Linked DNA regions of Sus scrofa: region 2 is linked to region 1. Evidence: chromatin contacts called from public targeted proximity ligation data. All regions are on one chromosome and are shown on one strand. The core of a region is the stretch at or near the end of the contact, and the rest is flanking DNA. Distances in the headings are between cores, read along the strand shown.

What was found.
Region 2: a targeted proximity ligation map of alveolar macrophages shows a contact between it and region 1. A contact is called at or near these places in 2 of 2 datasets of targeted methods (alveolar macrophages and skeletal muscle).

What each region holds. Positions count from the first base shown.
Region 1 is chr5:7,788,570-7,792,241 of Sscrofa11.1, forward strand. All of the region lies in intron 2 of MKL1 (MKL/myocardin-like protein 1), which reads left to right. Among named protein-coding and RNA genes, the nearest start is that of MKL1, 39 kb to the left of the region's middle.
Region 2 is chr5:7,933,449-7,937,120 of Sscrofa11.1, forward strand. It overlaps MKL1 (MKL/myocardin-like protein 1), which reads left to right. Exons shown (of 16, transcript XM_021092835.1): 5 at 1,850-1,915. Among named protein-coding and RNA genes, the nearest start is that of SGSM3, 82 kb to the right of the region's middle.

The DNA of each region.
Region 1 (3,672 bases), core at 707-3,206:
CCGCTTAGACGGTTGGTTGAGGGCCCCTGAGTTACATGTGTGATCTTTCAGCAGGAGTAAAATGTTGTCCAGCCACACTCTTGGCTTTCCTCGCCACAGCAGTGCTTTCTTACTAGCGTCTCCTAATTTTAGCATTTTTTGTGGTCTAGATAAGCTGAGAATTTCTCAAATCATCACATACTAGTTTCCTTTGTTTGACATTTAGCCCATCAATTTTTCTTTCCTCTTGCATTTTGCTGTAAGCAACCAGAAGAAACCAGCCTGCACCTTCAACTTGCTGCTTGAAAATCCCCTTAGCTAAATATCCAAGTTCTGCTTTTCACACAACTGTAGGACGAAATTCAGCTAAGTTTTTTTTTTTGCCATTGTCTGAAAAGGATCCCTTTTGCTCCAGTTCCTTTTTTTTTTTTTTTTTGTCTTTTTGCCCTTTCTAGTGCCACTCCCGCGGCACATGGAGGTTCCCAGGCTAGGGGTCTAATTGGAGCTATAGCCACTGGCCTACATCAGAGCCACAGCTATGCAGGATCTGAGCCGAGTCTGCAGTCTACACCACGGCTCATGGCAATGCCGGATCCTCAACCCACTGAGCAAGGCCAGGGATCGAACCTGCAACCTCATCATTCCTAGTTGGATTCGTTAACCACTGAGCCACAAGGGGAACTCCTTTCCTCCAGTTCCTAATAACATTCCTCATTTTCTTCTGAGACCTTACCAGAAGCACCTTTAGTGTTCGTGTTTTTTACGAGCCTTCTGTTTTTGATGACATTTATAGTCTCTAAAACAGTATAGGCTTTCTGTGTTGTGCTTCTCACTTCCCTCTGAGTTCTCACCAGAATCGCCTTCAGGGTCTCTATTTCTACCAACAGTTTGTTGAAGGCAGTCTAGGCTTTTGAAATTATGCTTCTCCGAATTATTTTTTTAAAGTATATAATGATTTTTATTTTTTTCATTATAGCTGGTTTACAGTGTTCTGTCAGTTTTCTCCTGTACAGCAAGGTGACCCAGTTACACATACATGTATAGATTCTTTTTTCTCACATTATCATGTTCCATCATAAGTGACTAGACATAGTTCCCAGTGCTACACAGCAGGACCTCATTGCTTATCCATTCCTGCGTCTCAGAATTCTTCCAGCCTCTACTCGTTATCTAATTTCAAAGCCATTTCCATGTTTAAAAGAATATGTTATAGCAGCAATCCCACTTCAAGATACCAAAATCTTTATCAGTCAGGGTTCAATCAGAGAAACAGAACAAGTAGGAGATTAAGGGACTTATTACAAGGATTTATTCTTTATCTGATTTGGGGTGGCGGGGGTGGGGGGGACGCTGGCTAGGCAACTGCAGCATCATAGGCTAGGCTGACAGAAAAGACAGTTTGGAACGCTCGGCGGCAGCGGCGGGAGTGGATGTTGGTATCCACAGGTGAAATTTCTTCTGGAAAATCTCAGTTCTGCTCTTAAGGCCTTTTAACTGATTAAACGAGGCCCACCCAGATCATCTGGGATAATCTTTACTTAAAGTCAATTGATTATGAATGTTAATCACATCTACAAAATACCTTCGCAGCAGCACTTAGATTAATGTTTGAATAACTGAGGACTATAGCCTAACCAAGTTGATGCACATTCAACTGACCATCATGCCATTCTTATTATTATCTCTTCCCTGTATTATTTCAATAGCTTCCTTTGAATTGGACTCCATACTTCTGCCTTTGATTTCTTATGAACTGCTCTCCACATGGGACTGAAGATCTTAGGATTTTTCTCTCTGGAGTCAATTTCATGATCTTCCACTCTCTCCCTTGCTTACTGTACAGTTGCTGGGTTTTTTTCTCTTTCTTTCTTCCTTTGCCAAACTCGTGGCATGTGGAAGTTCCTGGGCTAGGGATTGAACCCACACCACAGCAGGACCTGAGCCACAAAGGAACTCCAGGATTCCTTGTTGTTACTGGGTCATACCAGGTCTTTGTGTTTGCTGTTCCTTCTGCCTGAAATACTTTAATCTGTAGATTTTCACATGGTTTACTTCCTCATTTTTTTTTTTTTTTAGCTCTTTGCTCAGATGTCACAATATTAGACCATCATATGTAAAAAAGCCATGTGACTCCCCAATCCTAAGGCATATCCTTTTCCTCTTATCCTGCTTTCACCTTCTCCACAGGATTAATCACCTCTTGACATGTATTTGCTGTCTGAATCCTCTGACTAGATGGCAGTCTCTACAAGGGCAGGTACTTTGTTTTGTTTATTGTTGTATCCTCAGCACCAGCAGGACTTGGCACGTAGTAGGCGTTTAATAAATATTTTTTCAATGAATTAATAAATGAAAGAATGACATTTTCTTTCTTTTTTTTTTTTTTGTCTTTTTGCTATTTTTTTGGGCTGCTCCCGCGGCATATGGAGGTTCCCGGGCTAGGGGTCGAATCGGAGCTGTAGCCACTGGCCTACGCCAGAGCCACAGCAACGAAGGATCCAAGCTGCGTCTGCAACCTACACCACAGCTCACAGCAACGCAGGATCTTTAACCCACTGAGCAAGGGCAGGGATCAAACCCGCAACCTCATGGTTCCTAGTCGGATTCGTTAACCACTGCGCCACAACGGGAACTCCAGAATGACATTTTCATTCACATTTTTCCTTTCCAGTGGTGTTTAACATAGTTGATCACTTTCTTTCTTGAACCATTTTGTATTCTTGGTATGATATTATTCTCCTAGTTTTTCATCTGATGCCTTATTTCTTTCTTCTACCTCTTCTGCCACTCTTTCTCTTTTGCTAGCTGTTCTTCAGCTTAGCCTGAGTGTGGAATTTTCTCAGGACTCTGCCCCAAACCTTGTTGTCTCTGTAGAAGATCTTATCTAATCCCATCACATTTAACACCAGTTAAATACCAGTGATTCCCAAATGCGTATCTCTTTCTTTTTTGAGCACCTATCACTTAGCCACCTCTGCCTGGATGTCTTGCAGACACCTCAGATATACATTTCAAACTAAACTTTTTTTTTCTCCTCCTTTTTCTGCGGCCCCTGTGGCATATGGAAGTTCTCGGGCCAGGGGATAGAGTCCTAGCTGGAGCTGTGATCTATGCTGCATCTGCAGCAATGCTGGGTCTTTAGCCCACTGTGCTGGGCCTAGGATTGAACCAGTGCCTCCACAGGGATAAGCTGATATTATTAACGTACCACAGTGGGAACTCCTCAGATGAAACTCTTCATTTCCTCCTGTCGAAATTGTTCTGCTCCAGTGTGTTCGCCCTTTCTGCAAATGATACTTCTTCCTACCTAGTTACCTAAGCCAGAGATGTGAAGGGTCTTCTTTGACATGTCCATTCATCCATTTCTATCAATAATCACTTGTCTCATTTGTCGACTTCTCCTTTCTTCTACTAAAACCACCCTAGCTAGTCCAAGCCATGACCATGACCACGTGAATAAATTCTTAACTAATTTTCCTGTTTCCATCCTTCCCTCGGACCTTAATCATTTTTCCACACCTAAGCCAGAGTTTCAAATGCCAGTCTCATCATATCATTCGTCCTCTTTCCCTGGCCTTTCTCTGTCTATAGCTGTCTATATCTCCAAGCAAGTCACTTACATGAATGGAATTGGGTCGGTCAGGGATTTCAATAAAGAATGGTAGGAACTGTGGCAGTTTGGAGAGAATGCCC
Region 2 (3,672 bases), core at 678-3,177, 140 kb after region 1:
AGGATAATACCTTTTCTCTCAATAGGGGAGCTATGAAGATTAAATGAGTTAAAACACGAAAGAATGTAGAACAGTATTTGGCACAGAGCACATGTTGTATAGATGTACGCTGTTAGTATGGCTGTTGCTGCTTTTATCTTTTATTCTGCAAATCTTTGTTTTTACAGTGTTGATTTGTAAATAACCACGACAACAATAACGTCCTAATTAGATTTCTCAAACAGTATGTACCATCATTTTGAGATCCAGTTCAGTTTAAGAAACAATTATTAAATGCCTACTGTGTATTAAGTGCTATGGGAAGGTGTCATATACTAATAAGATATATTCCCTGCCTTCCAGGAAGTTATAAACTGGTAGGTGAGAGAAGATATATTCAGGGCGTAAGTATGACACAGGGCAAAGTATTACTCTACATTTTATAACAGATAAAAGGTAGTTCACAGGTGGCCTAGAGTCATTCTCAGTGCTGGCGGGTGAGTTGGGAAGGTCAAGTAAAGAGGCAGGCATTTCCAGCTGAAGTGGATAAAGCCTTGGGAAAGTACATGGTCCTGGAGGAAGAGTAACTGGACAGTCTTGATTGGGGTGACATAGAATGGGTGAGACACAGCACAAGTCATGACACAGCCAGGGACCTATCACTGCAGCATGGTAGAGAAAACTTGGTAAGAGTGTAAGGAGGTGGCAGAGATGAAGTTGGCTCAAAAATTTTAATATTAGTGCTGGGGAGGAGAATAGTGATGTTATTAGTGAGGAAAATGATGGGACATAGATTAGGTTTCAGGGGGAAAGTCAAGTTCTACTGTGGACTTCCTGAATATGAGACATAGACTAGTTATGGTTCTGCCATTTTTGGAGGCCTTCTTCAAAACTGCTTTGTGGTTGGAAAAGGCAGATATTAGGGCAATATGATTCTCAATAGATAGAAGTGCCCCTCAGATGTGACTTGCAGAGACCTTGTAATTGAAGGCTTACTGTATAAGGGGACTTCCTTTAGCCTTTGGGATCCCCTAAGCCTGCTTTTCTGAACATTTTCTCCCTTAGCCTCTCAATGCAGGCTGTGCCTTTGTCCTTCTGTATGGTGTGCAGTGGTAATACTCTTTAGGTTGCATTGGCTTTTGAAATAAAGATAATTGGCTTTTAACTTAAAAGAAAAATTCCCGTTAACTTGTTTCATTAAGTGGTGTTGCCTGAGTGGAAATGGGAGAAACACCCATCACCCCTCCACTAGCCCGGATGTGCTTTGAATCACAAAAGGCTCCAAGTGAAGAGGAAGAGACGACTTGTTTTAATGGTAAACTGTTTTATGGTCTAGAGAAATGAATTGCTTGGTGAGGATAGGTATCATTTTTAGATATAAAAGCTTTTTTTTTTTTTATAACAAATAACCAATACTTCCTGATCTGTGTGAATAGCTGTATCATTCGCTGTACTTACATAAATGGTGGTAAACATTTGCTACCAGGAAGAAGGCGTGGAACATCTAGAAAGCTTTTTCTGCTAGGTGGTCGTCCTCATTATGTTTTCTTTGAGTTAAGAATTGTGTTTTCTAGTCTTAGGAGGAGGTCACAGTGTTGTAGGAGGTTTTGAGCAAGAGGCAAGACTTGGGTACTTTGTGGATTGTTATCGCCCTGCAAGACCCTTCGCAACTTCCTCTCACCGCCCACAGCAGAATACGGAAACCCTGCTGTATCAGGCCACTTCTGCAATTACTGTCACAATTAAAGGAGATCCTTCTTTCACACTACACCCTTCTGTTTTGAGGCTTTCTTTGCATTTGAAAATGTGTTTTTTGTGGTGGAATGCCCGACTGAGCCTTCATCTCCCTTCTCTCTTTGCTGCCCTGCAGTGCTGCAGTTGAAGCTCCAGCAGCGCCGGACGCGGGAGGAACTCGTGAGCCAAGGGATCATGCCGCGTAAGTACCCGTCTCTCTCAGCACTCGATAGTGTTGCTTTTAGGATGTGGTGTGTGTACCCGGTACGCCACGGGAAGCCTCTAACAGAAAGCAAGGCCGTCGGGGTTCATTTCTGCATGCCTTTCTTTCTCATGCTTTTTGAAGTTTAGGGCCTCTCAATGGGTGATAGTTAAGAGAACTGCCCTAATTGATCAAGTTCAGGGATACAAATAGCATTAGGTGTAATAGCGCCATTGAATGGTGCTTAGCTTCTGAGCTGCACCTTTAAAAGGGTTTCTACGCCCTGTTCCACTTCCCGTTACAGGAGGAACAGATCTTGAGCTGGGGTGTTGTGAGGAAGAGCACAATATGCTTCGCCTTAGTGTTCAGATGCCTGGGGAGCGACCGCCCTTTTCCACCTAGTATTTTAAGTCAACCCCAGTTTTATTTAGAGTGATGGTAGCCTCGGATATCCTAAGGCTGGCATGGGTGTAAGTGCATCTGAATGGAGTTGTTGATGGGGATGCTGCAGGGCTGGGCTTATGGGGTGCAGAACTGCATCACGTGGGGAGAAATAAAACCAACCTTGGAATCTGTCAGAAGTAAGAAAATTTGCTTTTAATACCAACAGCCTTATAAAATGTGTGGAAGCTGGAGCCAGCAAGATTTTACTCTTTTGGACATTCCTTTTTAAGTCATCAGCAGAGAGCTTAGGCCTCCCTCTTATTTTTTTATTTATTTATTTTTTTAATCTTTGTGTGTTACTGCTACTTGGACACACCCTAATGAAATGAAAAATATATGTATTGTACAACTTCTATCTTTGTGGTGGGAAAACTGATATTTTTTCACCTTAACTCAGTACTTGTTGACCGACTACCACTGTATTTTCCTAATTATCATTCACTCATTCATTCAAAATATTTTAGTACCTAGTATGTGCCTGTTGATATAGCAAGGTAAATCCAGCTCCTGCTCACCGGAGTTTTGTACTTAGAAGGAGAAGACTGATACAGTAATAAACAGGGAGACCACTAAATAAACACGATCATTTCAGAGTGTGGTAAATGCTATGAAGTAAATTAACTGGTTGGTGTGTTAACAGATAATAGGAATGAGATGGGGTCACTTTTGAAAAGATGGCCAAGAAGGGCCACCCTGTGGAGGAAATGTTTGAGCTAAGATCTGAAGGATAAGATGGAGTCAGCCATTCAGAAGCAGGAAGGGGGCCCAGGAAGAAGGAAAAGCAAGTCTAAGGGCCTAGGGCAGTTACGAGCCTGGCATGTTTGAAAACATCGGAGGAAGCCATTGTGGCTCAAGCCTGGTCAGTGAGGGGGGAGGGGGATGGGGCCGGAGTGAGGGCCTTGTCAGCCACATGGAGGATGGAGATTCTGCTCCAACTACAGTGGGAAGCCATTGAAGGCTTAAAGCAAATGAGGATGGGATTTAATTTCTGTTGTGGTAATAGCAGGACTATTTCTAAGAGCTAGAACTTCATAGCAAGTATGAGGAGTCTGAGGTCTCTTTCTATCCTAAGCATCAGCCAGGGTACTTAAGTCTCAAATTTATCTTTTTTTTTTTTTTTTTTGGTCTTTTTGCCATTTCTTGGGCTGCTCCTGCGGCATGTGGAGGTTCCCAGGCTAGGGGTCGAATCGCAACCATAGCCGCCGGCCTACACCAGAACCACAGCAACACGGGATCTGAGCCGCGTCTGCAACCTACACCACAGCTCATGGCAACGCCGGATCCTTAACCCACTGAGCAAGGCCAGGGATCGA